Linked DNA regions of Drosophila melanogaster: regions 1 and 2 are each linked to region 3. The links are chromatin contacts, called in public Hi-C and HiChIP or PLAC-seq maps. All regions are on one chromosome and are shown on one strand. Each heading gives the region's core, a stretch centred on a gene start, on an enhancer-like site or on the middle of the called end of the contact. The rest is flanking DNA. Distances are from core to core; before and after follow the strand shown.

The links. A called contact is a pair of places that touch in the nucleus more often than the background predicts. HiChIP or PLAC-seq counts read pairs in DNA pulled down with a chosen protein or histone mark.
Region 1: a CP190 HiChIP or PLAC-seq map of the Kc167 cell line shows a contact between it and region 3, with 7 times the contacts expected there. The contact joins the promoter of CG17010 here to the promoter of rho-6 in region 3. A contact is called at or near these places in 6 of 107 Hi-C or Micro-C datasets (the D17-c3 cell line, the Kc167 cell line, cellular blastoderm embryo and 2 more) and 2 of 6 datasets of contacts at active chromatin or transcription factors (both in the Kc167 cell line).
Region 2: a Hi-C map of the Kc167 cell line shows a contact between it and region 3, with 3 times the contacts expected there. The contact joins the enhancer-like site here to the promoter of rho-6 in region 3. A contact is called at or near these places in 11 of 107 Hi-C or Micro-C datasets (the Kc167 cell line, the OSC cell line, the S2 cell line and 4 more).

What each region holds. Positions count from the first base shown.
Region 1 is chr2L:12,354,575-12,359,103 of dm6, forward strand. CG17010 reads left to right here and starts at 1,867. Exons shown (of 2, transcript NM_135716.3): 1 at 1,867-2,018; 2 at 2,072-3,332. The coding sequence starts at 1,963. The coding sequence ends at 3,305. bru2 (bruno 2) reads left to right here. Exons shown (of 9, transcript NM_176025.3): 3 at 3,467-3,687.
Region 2 is chr2L:11,901,604-11,906,150 of dm6, forward strand. The region is part of intron 3 of Pde1c (Phosphodiesterase 1c); the gene reads right to left. Among named protein-coding and RNA genes, the nearest start is that of Pde1c, 25 kb to the right of the region's middle. Within about 2 kb of position 2,743, at least 16 of the 39 cell types and tissues checked have an H3K27ac peak or open chromatin away from gene starts, as enhancers often do. A contact at or near this core is called in the Kc167 cell line, the S2 cell line and gut, where this site is marked.
Region 3 is chr2L:12,131,243-12,135,770 of dm6, forward strand. rho-6 (rhomboid-6) reads right to left here and starts at 2,169. Exons shown (of 4, transcript NM_176024.3): 1 at 1,852-2,169; 2 at 50-193. The coding sequence starts at 2,097.

The DNA.
Region 1 (4,529 bases), core at 617-3,116, 220 kb after region 3:
GACTGCGGCGGAGGAGCAGAATGATAGTTAGTTGGAGGCCGGTGCTCGGGGAGCGTTCACGTGATTCCCCGATGGATTCGCGCCTGGCTGAAATAATTGCCTTCGCGACTCCAGGGGCAACACACCTGTCGCTGCTCCTTTTGCCAGAAATCTTTAGCACTTGCTGACTTTTTTTTTTTTGGTTTTATATTTAGAATTCATTTTTTGTTTTTTTTCAAATTTATGGTAACACACCCGAGAAGTTACGCTGATGCGTAAATGCCTTCCGCTTAGAGATTTATGCTGCAGGCACAGGAATCGCGATGGATTACGTTGGAATCCTACCCTCTTTTTTCCCAAGTGATTCGACGACCCCCTTTTGGCTTATTCACCTGCAGGCAGGCCTGAATTTATCACCTTGACATAGACAATTTGGCTCATCCTCGTTCCGGCTCTAATAGATTAATTTCGTTTTGTCATTCGATGGCCCGCGGCAGCCGCGGCGCTTTTCACGCAGCTTTTCACTGACTGTCGCTGGGTTTTCATCCAGGGAACGGAGGCAGTTCATAACTGGCTAATGGGAGTAAGGGTAGATGGATGGCGCGGCTGCAAGCGCTGGTATTACTTACGCAGGAAATTGGAAAATGAAGAAATTTTAAAGTAAATTGGAAGTAATTTCCTAAATGGCATCAATTCAGATGACTCTGTGCGATAGCTTAAGTTAATAATGTACCAAAGCAGGGGAGAAGTTTGTCACTCACTTTGCCCAGATATATAATGGCAACTTCGATTGCCAGCCTGAAAGTATGCAATGCTATTTCTTTACATAAAATATATATCCAAAGATCTTAGATGAACAAGAGCAACGCGGACAGTTTTTAATAGATAGTTATAAATAAAAATACCGGAATACATCTTAATATTTTTGCGTATTTTAATTAATTTTTTAATTTATATTCCGCACTCTAAAAAACATAGCCATTATAAAAACTAAGCCTTTATATCAGCGATACTTAATGCCAACATACCGCTGTCGCTCAGCGACTTCAACTAACTGGCTTAGCCAATTAAGAGCCGAAATTTATTGGCCAAACTGCTTGACAACTTCTGCTTACGGCAAATCGGTTCCGTAACGGAGACCCTGGCCAAATTGACAGCCAACCAAAAGTCAATTTCGTACACCATCACGAGCACCCAATAAACCCCCATTAGGAGCAAAAACAACATCGGCTGGGAAAATCGGGAAAAAGGGAAAACTTTTTCGGCAGCACACAAAAACCAACTGAAAGTGACCTCAAAGTGGAGCGTTCAATGCGTTCCCAGTCACTCAAGGACCAGCATTCCCGAATCCTCCCCTGGAAACGGAACCATCATGCTGGAACTCGCAGTCGGAGACTGGTCAACCACAAAACAAAAGTAACAACGTTTACAACTTTTTAGATTAGATTAGTTTGCTAATAACAATTAGTATTTGTATTTTATGCTGTTAGCCAACTCGGCATCAGACAGGGACAGAGAACGAATGGTTCAGCTTGTTGTTATCCCCTCTCTTTTTTTTATGGTCATTAGCAAATGAAGTTAGAAAGCGGAGGAGTTGTTCTCAGTGGGGTCGGCAATACAATATGTTGTCCATGAAAGTTCAATGAAAAAGTTCCAAACTTCCATTTGAGAATTTCTATCACTTTATTTGCCAGTAATGGAAATACATGTTTAAATCGATAAAGAAACAGTTGGCAAGCTGCTCAGCATCAATGCGAAATTAATTGGCTAAATTTACATGAATCATTTCCCTAGAGGCTTGCTTTTCAGCCACATGAAACTACGTTTATTAAAAATAACATATTGAAGACTATCTTAAAATATCATTCAGATTAAAGGTCAAGTGATCTGTATTGTCATATGTCAGAAATGTAGAAATTTTTCCCCCAACCAAAATCTCTGTTAAGTTTTGTTCAAAATTTCCGGCTTACGCAGCCCTTTCAAATGGGAAAGAAGCTGGATGTGGTTGTCTTCGGGACGGCAAACATCGAATATATAACGTAGGTTTTGTATAGGAAAAGAAAATCTTTAATTTGTCAATTGATTACCTCAGATATGTCCCGGAATTGCCGAAACCCGGTGAACTTGTCGCCGGAACGTACATGGAGACCTGTTTCGGTGGCAAGGGAGCCAATCAGTGTGTGGCAGCTGCCAAATTGGGGGCCTCCACCGTCCTGGTCGCCAAGTTGGGCAAGGACGAATCGGGCGATGACTACCTAAACCACCTGCAACAGCACGAGGTTGATGTGACGCACGTCCAGCAGGTGGAGAACAATCCCACGGGCATGAGTGAAATCGCGGTTTCTGAGAATGGAGATCAGTACAAGATCAACGTGGCTGGTGCGAATGTATTTCTCACGGCCAAGGATGTGACCCGGGCTAAGAAGTCCTTTCAGGATGCGAAGGTGCTTCTCTGCCAACTGGAAACGGATATGAATGCCACCATGTGTGCGTTGCGTCAGTTCAAGGGGGTTTCCCTGCTCCACATGTCGCCAATGCGAAAAGATATTCCAAATGCCATGATTGGCTTGCCTACTATTCTGGTTGCGAATCAAGAGGCAGCTGCCAACCTAACCGATATGGAAGAAGTGTTAACCCCTGATCAGGCGCGAAAAGCAGCTGAAACTCTTATCGCAAAGGGAGCCAAGAGCGTGATCATTACCATGGGCGAGCAAGGAGCCGTTTACATGTCCAAGAAGAGCAAAGATATGTGCACCCATGTGCCCGCCTCCGATGTGCCGCACTTGGCCGATCCCTCGGGTGCCGGTGATGCCTTTATGGGCAGCTTGGCCTATCACATAGCTCGATTTCCCAAACTGTCCACAGAACATCATATCAGTGCGGCACACTCCTGCGCCGCCTACTCCATGGGCCGCCGCGGCACTCAGCCAAGTTTTCCGGGCAAGGAAAGCGCCAAAAGTGACCTATGCTATTCGACGCCCACGTTTAGTGTCATTCCACCTTCTAGTCCGCAACATGAAGATGATAATATGGTAACAAAGACGCCACCGCCTTCAATGGTAGTCCCTACGCCCGAAGAAGCACACTCCCAAAAGGAAGTTGTGGAAGAACCGCAAAAACCTGCACCTCCTCCACCGGAGGATCCGGTTGTGGAAGCACCTCCACCAACGACCTCCGAGGAACCTCCGAAAGCAGTGGAAACCTCCAATGAACCTCCAAAGCCTGCGGAGACCACTGATGAACCTCCAAAGCCTGCGGAGACCGCAGATCAAGCTCCTGTGAAACCCGTGGAGACTGCTAATGAGCCACCTGCCAACAAAGCATAACATTAAACTATTCGCATAGAAAATATTAAATAAGTGTATAAGTTAAAAAGGCTTGAGAGGGCAATAGAAAAAGATTGTAGCATTGAAAATAAATATAAATAATTTGATAATTAAACACATCTACAAAATTATTAATCTTGAAAGTTGTTTCTGCATTGCAGCAACCAAAGTCCCACGCGTGACTGCTCGGTCAAAATGGAGCTCATGGAATCGACCAGCCCGGATTCGATCAAGGATCAGCCGGATGCGGACAATATCAAGATGTTCGTGGGCCAAATACCGAAGACCTGGGACGAGACGAGGCTACGCCAAATGTTCGAGCAGTTCGGACCCGTTCACACACTGAATGTGCTACGGGACAAGGTCACATCGATTAGCCGAGGTGAGTTTACACAAGATGGCAGCCCCAAGCTCCGGGGCATACAAATGGGCATATTACTCGGAGGCGTTCGATGAAATTCAACAATGTCCATCCATTCTGGTTCCCCGGGCAGTGCGGATAAGCATCAAGTAATATGATTATGCTTATGGCGAACCCATCAACATTAAAGCCCACACCCCGAGCACAGGTGTTTTTGCGGGCAGGAATGCAGTGTTGGGCAAAGTTTTGGCCAGGGTAATTGGCCATAATTGTGCGTGTATAAACGAGAAAAACTTCCACACACTCGCCCACACACACACACACACAGTGGCAGGATGCAGGACATGAGCATGTTGCTCTGGTTAATTTTTGACTGTATTAGAATAATATGCGCATTTGCTTGCAAACTTTCCTCGAAAGCGAAAAGGTAAATTCCATTATGCATATTTATGGTCTAGAGGGGTTGCTGTTGATCCTGCCCAAAAGTGTGCGTATGGGTGGATTAATCCTCAGAGCAAGGTGTTCGAGCACGGCTAACTCGATGATAACCACCCCTTCCAGGAGTGTGGTTTATGTGGCTACGAGTCGGAATAGGATTATAATTTAATCGTTATAATGGAGCAGCGGATAGTTATGTGGGTCAGGCAAAATGGCTAGCGTACGAAGTTGCAGGAAGTTATCGTTGGTAAACCGATTAAAATAAATAAAGCAGGAATATTGTCAAACAAAGAGATAGAACAAAAATGTTGTATTAAATATTAAACACATTTCATTCTTTATTTAAAGTAAATTTTAATTCAGATAAATACGAAGAAATATACATATAGGAAAAACATTTTGCTTACACTCGCAACTCCTAAAAT
Region 2 (4,547 bases), core at 1,493-3,992, 230 kb before region 3:
CCGACTCTTTGAAGAGAATAAACTACCAGGTTGGGATTATGGATTTTTATATCTGCGAGTTTTATGTATACACGGGAAAAATGTCATACACTTCAAATAAATTGAACTAATCAACCCATTTTCCGGTATTTCCGTTTTCCGTTTCATAAACAGAAATCTCCTCATAGAAAGTATGGATATATAAAAAATTTTTAAGATTTTAAATCATATTTCTCTTCTAATCTGAATATCTACATTTTTGTTCAACGTATAGCAAGTTATAGTTGTGTGTTTCCATCGCTTTCACTTGATTTTTTGTTCGCTGGGCCATACTAATTATTACCTTTGGGCGTTCCTCATGCATAGGTGTTAGTGCTTATGTGCGTGTTAGTGTGTCTGTGTGTGCGTGTGTATGGGTGTGTGCGGCCATGTTCGCAGATAAATTGCGATGCTCAGTGGCTTGGATAAGCAGACCGGCTTTAATTTGGTAAATTAATTCTGAAATATTTAGGTCGCAAATATCCAACCCATCCCCCGTGGACACACGACCCCCACGAAAATCCAACCCCACTCGCAAGGTCACGTCATGAGGAAGCTCGACGCAGATAAAAGACTGTGCTATGTGTATATATATATATCGAACAAAGAGTGGAAAAGAGAATGTTGAAAATTTAAGGATTCCGGGATATAAGGATACAAAAGGGCGGCCGTTGGCAGCCTTTGATTTGCGCCCAGTATAATCAACTCAGTTGGAAACATTTTCGCGTTGAAACTGAAAAGGAAACTGCCGGAAAAGCAGATATACCAAGCTACCAAGCCATCAACCAATAAAAAAAATGAAGAATAACCAGCAATGGATAAAAGGCAAATTGTTGAGGCCGGGTCCAGAAATATATTTGAGTATATATGTATATATGTGCGGACATAAATAAAAATAAAGGGCCAGCAAATATAAACTTTGGGTAAATTTTGCGGCTTAAGGACAACAATTGGTTGCTCACTTCTCGGTGCACTGGACAACAAAAGCCAGGCGGTAGCAACTTTTGAACTTCTAATGAAAATTAATCAAAAATGTTGTGCGGCTTGTTTTACCCAAATACGATCAAAGGCCTATGCAAATTGGTTTTGTTGTTCGTGCTAGGTTTTTGCACTTTTGTAGCTCATTTCCTGTTGCATAGTGTAATTTTCGAGTTTTTATTTCCACGCAACCCCCCTGTAAAAGTGCGACCAACACCTGAAAAGGGTTCCTAACCCCAGTTAGATTGACTGAGCAAAAGGTTTTCGGGTCAAGCCAACGCCAGCGGGTATTTCTTGTTGTTTTTGTTTTAGGTATGAAGAAGGGTTTTGTTTCAGGTCGGTGGGTCATATCATTGCCGTCGAGTTAAGTGTTAATCCGCTTTTGTTATTGTTTGGCACACAGCAGGATCAGGTGTCCTTTGCCGGGAGGTTTTCTCTCTTTCGGGTTACATAATTGTTAATTTAAAACGTGTTTAATGTGTAGTTCAGTTGTCCTTATGTCCTAATTGCTGGCAACCAAACCGGGGCATTAAGCTGTTAATTTATCGAGGCGCATAACCAGGACAAAGCCAACAAATTGCTGTGCAAATATTTGCTGTTAACCAGCGATTTTTTGTGGTTCCCATTGACGATGGCCATCAGCCAGAAGGGCAACAGGTTCTGAAAACAGACTCAAAGCAACAAGTTGACTTGGCCAAACAATCCACTTTCAGCGCAATTTGCCTCCTTTCGCTTCGCATATATTTTTTTTTAGTAATTTGCTGAGTAATTAAAATTGCCACTCGAATCACTTTTTCTTTCTTTCATTTCAGCCAGGAACTTCACTTGGATGGGCCGCACGAACTATGCATACACACTGGGCCAAAACGAAGCCGTAAGGACGATAACTACGAGCCCGATTCGGAAGTGGCAAAGTCGCGATTGCAGGCACTTCCTGTTGTCCTCGGCTGGGCGTATTACCTTCCGGCAAACGTGTTGCCAATCAACTGACTGGCTGCAAATCATGTCCTTGCCTCAGCTGGCTCTGTGTTGGTCCTCCGAAGAGGAAGAGCGAGCATTTCAAGAGCGGAAGCTCTCCGGCAAGAGCATCAGTGATAAAAGCTCTTGGAAAACCAAAGAGCGGAAATACTCAGAAAATGCTTGAAACGTTTATCAGCCAAAATGAAAACACACAATTGGCTAATTATAGAAAGTATATTTATCCAAGAAATAGTTTCAGAGCGCTTATAGATTAGGTCAATATTTGCTTACATTTCAGTTATTGCGTTTTAGCAGTTTTAAAGCAGATCAAATATATTCATAAATGTTTCTCTTAATTCTTATATATGTATTAATTTAAATATTTTAATATATCAATACAGAAGAAGCAAACTAAGTTTTAAAGGCATTTGTAGTAATTTCATACCAGCACTTTAATCTTAGTAAATATTTAGCAAAATAAATAAATATATATATCATTTATTTATATGGCTTGTGTAAAAATAAAAACTATACAAATTATGTCTTAAATAAATATTCTGAATTGAGTAACAGTGTTTGGTACATAACATATTTTTTATGTCGATTTTTTAAATTTAACATATAAATATGATTTTTGAGCACTCTGATTCTCTACATATCTTATCAACCAAAATAGCCTTGAGTTCACTATTGATTACTATGTGCATATGTTTTGCTTATCTCCTGCAACAGCTGATTAAAAAGGACCACTTTTAGTCTCTTAACTGCCAAAGCTTTTCACCACGCAAAGCTCAGAAACTCTTTAGTTTAGCTTTCACTACGAGCCGCAGGATGGCGCCTCTCAAAATACCAAGTTCCTTTTGGTTGTAAATCTGAAGGCATTCTTTTGGTTAGTCCCTGCGCCAAGGATATATTGACAAATGTTTGGTGTAACGCAGACGAGTCGTGTGTGATTTATAATGCTACTGCAGACACGACAAACGACCGAGGACAGCCGAAAACAAAACATATACAAAAAAAAGAAAAAAAAAACCGAAAAAAAAGATTAGGAAAAGTTAAAGGAGTCCTTGTCTCCCAACATTCTGCAGGTGTTTAGTTATTTATGCCTTGTCATCCAAAGTCTGCATTCCGCATGCTAAATAAAGAAACAAAACAAAGGCTCCTTACTGAATGCGAGCAGACATCATCGGAATGGGTTTTTTTTCCTCGGATCAGCCATAAAGGATTTGACCCAATCCTCTACTCACTCACTCTGTCCCATTTCTCACATTCAATCTGCTCTGCAAGTGCCGAAAATGCTCCAATAAAAACATTTATTGGGTGGTCGTATAAACGAGATTTGAGCAGCTGCCTCAACTAAGTTAAAGTATGTACATTTACATGTTGATGGTTTGTTTTTCGAAAAATAATGTCCCTGCTAAGATATGCACAGTTCTAATTGAAAAAGTTGTCAGGGGGAGTAGTGTTTTGTGATCCATAATTAAGGGAATGCCTTTCAACGTTTTGAGTAGATTGCATTGCAGTGAAATTACTATCAAATGAATATGAAAACATCTTAATTGATAACTTGAATGTTTTCTGACATGCTCTTAACACATATATTTTTAAAATATCTGAATTGTTGGTATTCGTTTATGTTGCAAACGAAATTTTCTATTTACTTTGCTCACGTATACAATATCATTTTACGACATCTAAATATTCGTTGAATATTTTTTGATGCCTTAAGATTCATTTTAGGTTTTAATAAATCGTACAGACTTAAGGGGAAACAAATATTTTTCCAAATTTTCTCTCCCACATTTTAAATATCTTACATTAAACTACATAAGAGCCTTATATTCTTTCATATAAAATATTAAATATTATTCCTTATAAAAATAGCATTCCCCAGAGAAAGTTTTAAATTAAACTTTTTATCTGCCATTTAATAGCTTTCTTTGTTGCTTTGTGAGCCACTTACTCTCTTTCTAGTCTTTTAAATTGCAAATTTCACGGCAAATTATAGTTCAAATTTCTGCAATGGTGTCCCACTTCCCCGATGGTCTTAAATATTGTGGTTGTCCCTTGCCATATATCTAGCTGGATATCAAGTCTCGCATGTTGGCCACAAGTCAAGTCGAGTTGAGTGGAACTGCGTAGAGCGGAATGGATGGAGTCTCCTCGGTCTCAAGCTGTGCTATCTGGCCCACTGCCTCCACTGCTTGTGTATTCCACTAGAAGACTATCCTATCATGACATTTGAATAATGTGAGCACATTTGGCATTTTATTTTATCATCAGGCATTTGCTGATGTGCTTACACATCTGTCCCGCGCTCCTTTACAACAAAGGGAAGCATCATCTTCTGATGAAATTAAACTGCTCCCGTTTTCGTCCTTGGTCCTTGACTTGAGTTGCTCAGCTTTTATTTGCCTTTACTATTAAATTCTCATTCATTTGTCTCATCATTTCGCTCACGCCCACAGGGCGGATGTGGAATGGGCTGAGCTGGCCATCTTCGCTCTTCTGGTACCTACTTTTTTTTTAGCTTCTGCCATCCCATTAGGGGCGTGGTCTAATTACAGCTTGGAGAACTTTTTCATTGTTGC
Region 3 (4,528 bases), core at 919-3,418:
TGATTCGAACTATTGTTTAGAGTTCATTAGGTCAAAGTTGGGTACTCACCTGAAAGCAAATGTTGAGAGACAGATGCCAGTAATCGGAATGGAGCAGCATATAGGTCAGTAGGCGCCAGTACTCGACGTTCCATTCCGGTTTGAAGATCAGTACTTTTTGCATACACTCACTAGCTATCCAGTGCAAAGATATCTGGTAATGAGCAAAGAAGATTACATTGCACCATACTGCATGGAACTTGAAAAAATTTAGAGCAACATATATTTAGGGTAGTTATCTGACACTTTATGTAATAACATACTTTGGTAGAATATTTGGAATTTGAATATAGCTTATTCACAAGCAAAATTAGAATTTTATGTACAAGTGTAGTAAAGTAATGCAATTCATGATAACTTCTTCTTGTTAAGAATTAAACTCAGGCAAGTGGCAGTTTTCGATTGAAATCGTGAGAAGTAAGTTGTCTTCGCCATAACGAAGCAATCCCAACTTTGCTGAACAGTGTCATGGTAACTGGCTGTCACTTTCGCTCAATCGATCGACACTTGGCCAACTGCAAAGTGCGAGTGTTGAGTTGAGATGCCGCACAATGCGCGCCGCATGAGTTGACAGCAGCCGCAGAAACACGGCGGTGACACCAAATCGGTGCAACATGCATCCCGATCCCACCAAATATGACAAATGCCAGAGCTCCAAGTTGCAGCACTCGATCAATCCGATGACTAAAATGGCAATATTGCTAAATCGGACGACTAAGCGACGCGTTCGATTGTGTAATCATTATCGATTTCTGGGTTGGGCCAAACAATAAAACCTTTCAAATCACCGATCTGCATTACTAAGTGTGCAGAGTGTGTAATGAAGGTATGCAGTCAGGTATTAATTAATGAGTTTCAAATTAAATAGGCCACACTTGTGGGACTTTGTTTCGAAGACAATTTCCCAGGGGCCAATTGGCAATTAAGCGGTTGAGCACTTGATAGAAGAAAAAACAAATGACCAACTTAAAATGGCTAATTTGTCTTATAATATGTTGCCCAAACACAACTTTTATTCACGTTAAATAACTAAAAATCGAAAAGTAATTGTATCAAAGGACAAATTTATCAGTGATGTCTAAATAAAACCTCTTAAAACACATTCATTTTGTCTGTTTGTTGTGCATTTTGATTGAATGGATTGGTGTAATATATCACTTATTTTCCGCTTAGTTAAAACCGCAATAAATCCGCATACGTAAACTATTGAAAAAATTTTCCAGTGAATGAAAATTCATATGAATTGAAAAGCAATTATTTACGAAGCACTCACACAATGGCACCATACACGGATAAACAAAACAAAAGCAAACGAAATGTTTTGTTTAAAACAAATCAAGTAAAAAGATTCTTATTAAGATGCGGGAGTATAAACAAACACATTGTAGATCACTTATGTTAGCTTTTTTTTTAGCTAAACATGAGTAAGAAATTAAGAGCTTATCAGTTCAAAGTTCATAATATTTTGTTGAATATAAAATTCTTTAAACTCTGTTTTTATATTTGTGATTAATATTTTAAAATTCGTTTCACATTAAGGAATTCATAACTCAATTAATTTAACATTGATAAGCACCGCCGTAGTCATCACATATAGTTTCACCTTTGACACATTCACAGGTAATTTATTAGCCTACGTAATTTCTTATCTGACGGAGGGCTTTTCATCTATACACATCGTATATAGATGATTTTCTGAATTGAACACACGCATCACAAAATCACTCATACGCCACGTTGACGGGCAGACAAAAAAGGAAAACACAAAATAATAGAGAATCGAACAAGTGGAGCAACTGCATAAAATCGAACCTGCACAAAACTCATCAGCAAAATAAACCAGGGCACCCGCCACAATCGCTTCCTCCTCACATGGCCCACGTCAATGGTTCGTGTCAGGTCATCAATGAATTTCTTGTGCGATTCCGCACTGAATGCGACACTCGCCGGATTGCCATCCGAATCCGTGGAATTCTCCGGCAGCAGCAGGAGCCTGACATCCTTGACGCAATTGTTATTACTTTCACTGGCACCATTGCTCTCCACTTGGGCAGACATAATGCGATTCGAAGTCGGCGGCGACAACCGATGCACGGAACGTTGAACGCGCGACTAGGCCGAGTGGGTGATTGTTCTTTCAAATGCCCCACGATCCATTCCGATCCGATCGAATCACGCCGGTTGCCTACAACATCATTGCGAGCATTGTGCTAATACAGTGATTTTGGGACTTTCAGAAGCATGCTTTTAGGCGGCCTACGGTTTTTGTCTCGACTGCATCTTATTTTAAGAAAAATCTTGAGATCACTTCAAGATATTATTTTCTTTATTACGAAATTGGTAGTTATTATGTATAATATGTTTTGAAACTTTTTTATAGAACGATTTACAGGGAATAAGTTTGAATAAATTGTATGACAGATAGCTGGTGCCGCGAGGCGCTACAAAATATTGGACGTCACCAGTGCAGCAGGACGAGGTTCAGGACCAGGATACGGCAGTGACAGTGGAGCTTCATTTAGCGACCACATGTTGGTAGGGTAGGTAGGTAGTTAGTGTTGTTGGCGCGTAATCTCATTGATTACATTTTGTTACATTTAGGATAATATTATAAATAATTATTGTACATTATTAGTCATTGTGTCATTGTGATGTTAATTTCTTACATTTTACACTTACAATAACAATTACAACTGAAATATAATTTAAATACCACCATTTCCTACATAGAATTTTCTCTTATTTTAAAAACATTTCCTTGGCATTTGACATTTTGGTGCGGGCGATGTTGCACGCAGGTTGCAGCAACAATTCCGAGGAGCAAACACAAACACAGAAATGTGGTGAGAAGCACTCGCTCTCTTGGCAGTAGCGATTAAGCTTTCAGAGAGAGCTTTTTTTTACTCATTTCAAAGTTTATGCTTTAACAAAAAAGAGACAATTTGTAGCAGTCTTCTCATTCTCGGTTTTTTTTCGGTTTTTCTTCTCCTAAAGATTTATCTTGATGATTTCAACAGCTGTTTTACATTATCAGAATGAAAATATTGCGATCGCATACATAAGCATGTACAATAAGCCATGATTCCAATTACAAGACTATATTATAATTGAAACACAAATTTAATAGTTCCGAAATGTTTTAAAAAATAAGAAAAAATTAAACCTACGAAATGGGTGTGTTGTAATTGTAATTGTTATTGTGTTTTGAATTTTACCTAGTATAAAAACAAAATCCACAAATCTTGTTTTTCAATCCTCTTTACCAAACCGTTCGCAAATTCAACTGCAAGTGAAAGTGCAAGAGGAAAATTTCTCTCTCTCTTTCGTTTGGCAGCAGGCGTCTCTTTCTACGTTGGACACGTGGTGGGCGTGGGCGTGGGCGTTGATGGTGGGAGGCGACTGTCAACACCGAATGCTTGGTTATGAATGGCTTTTAATGAAATATTTATGTAACAAGCAATAAAGAGCACTTTTGGCTTCTCGGCGGATGCGAAAGAGATGGCAGCATTGCGAAATAGAAATGTCGAAAGAGAGGGGGGGATGCACAAGAGCGTTGGAAATAATTGTTTGGCTAGTTAAGTTTGACGCTACGTTGAACTAAGATAAAGCAAACACATAAACGAGGAAACACACACTTGGCACAACACACAACCGTGGACACACAAATAGCAGTGGTTTGTTAAATTTTGCTAGTGAAATGTAACTTAATTACATGATGTCAATTTTCATTTTACTACGTTGTGTATAAACAATATAAATATTTTATCATTTTCTCGCCTTACACCATCTTAATTCTTAATTCTCTGACTTAAACAGCAACTGAACTTGCACGCATTTTTCTCAGTGCTTGTCGTAAACTTCCTTTGCTGGTTGTGTTGCCAGAAGTCATTAACAGTCAACGGCTACGTGCCACAAAAGTGGGAGATACACCCTATAAACGGCAAACTGACAAATGCGGCAAGGCCGAAGGAAAGCAAGAAAGTTGGCTACTAAGCCAGACCCCAGGCACATATCCCGGCTGATGTGTCTGATATGTCTGTGCTGCTTTATTTGTGCGGATCACGTGGCTAGACAATCATTTAAAGAAAATATTGGGTTTCGAAGTTTAAAGCCAGCCTCATCTCAAGATTAATATGATGGAGAAACAATATTTTGATTACTTGTATTTTAATCAGCACTTAGGACTTATCAAATGATGAAACTCTTATGTTGCAAGTAAGCGAAACACTTTAGCAGGCCAGCATTTCCCCAAGGACATAATTTCGAGGCCAGCCCACTTGGCCCGTTTCGCCTCGAACAGGACCAAGATGTTCCACTTTAGCAGCACCCAAATCCCAAATGCCAAGAATCCTAACAGCTAACTTACGGAAGCAGAAAACGTTTAGGCAAATCTTTCGACCAAAATCTTGGGCAAACAAGCTCATTACAGAGCGGCAAAATACAAAAATAAGCTGAAAGCCAAAATAAGTCGGGGGGAAAATTGTGAGCG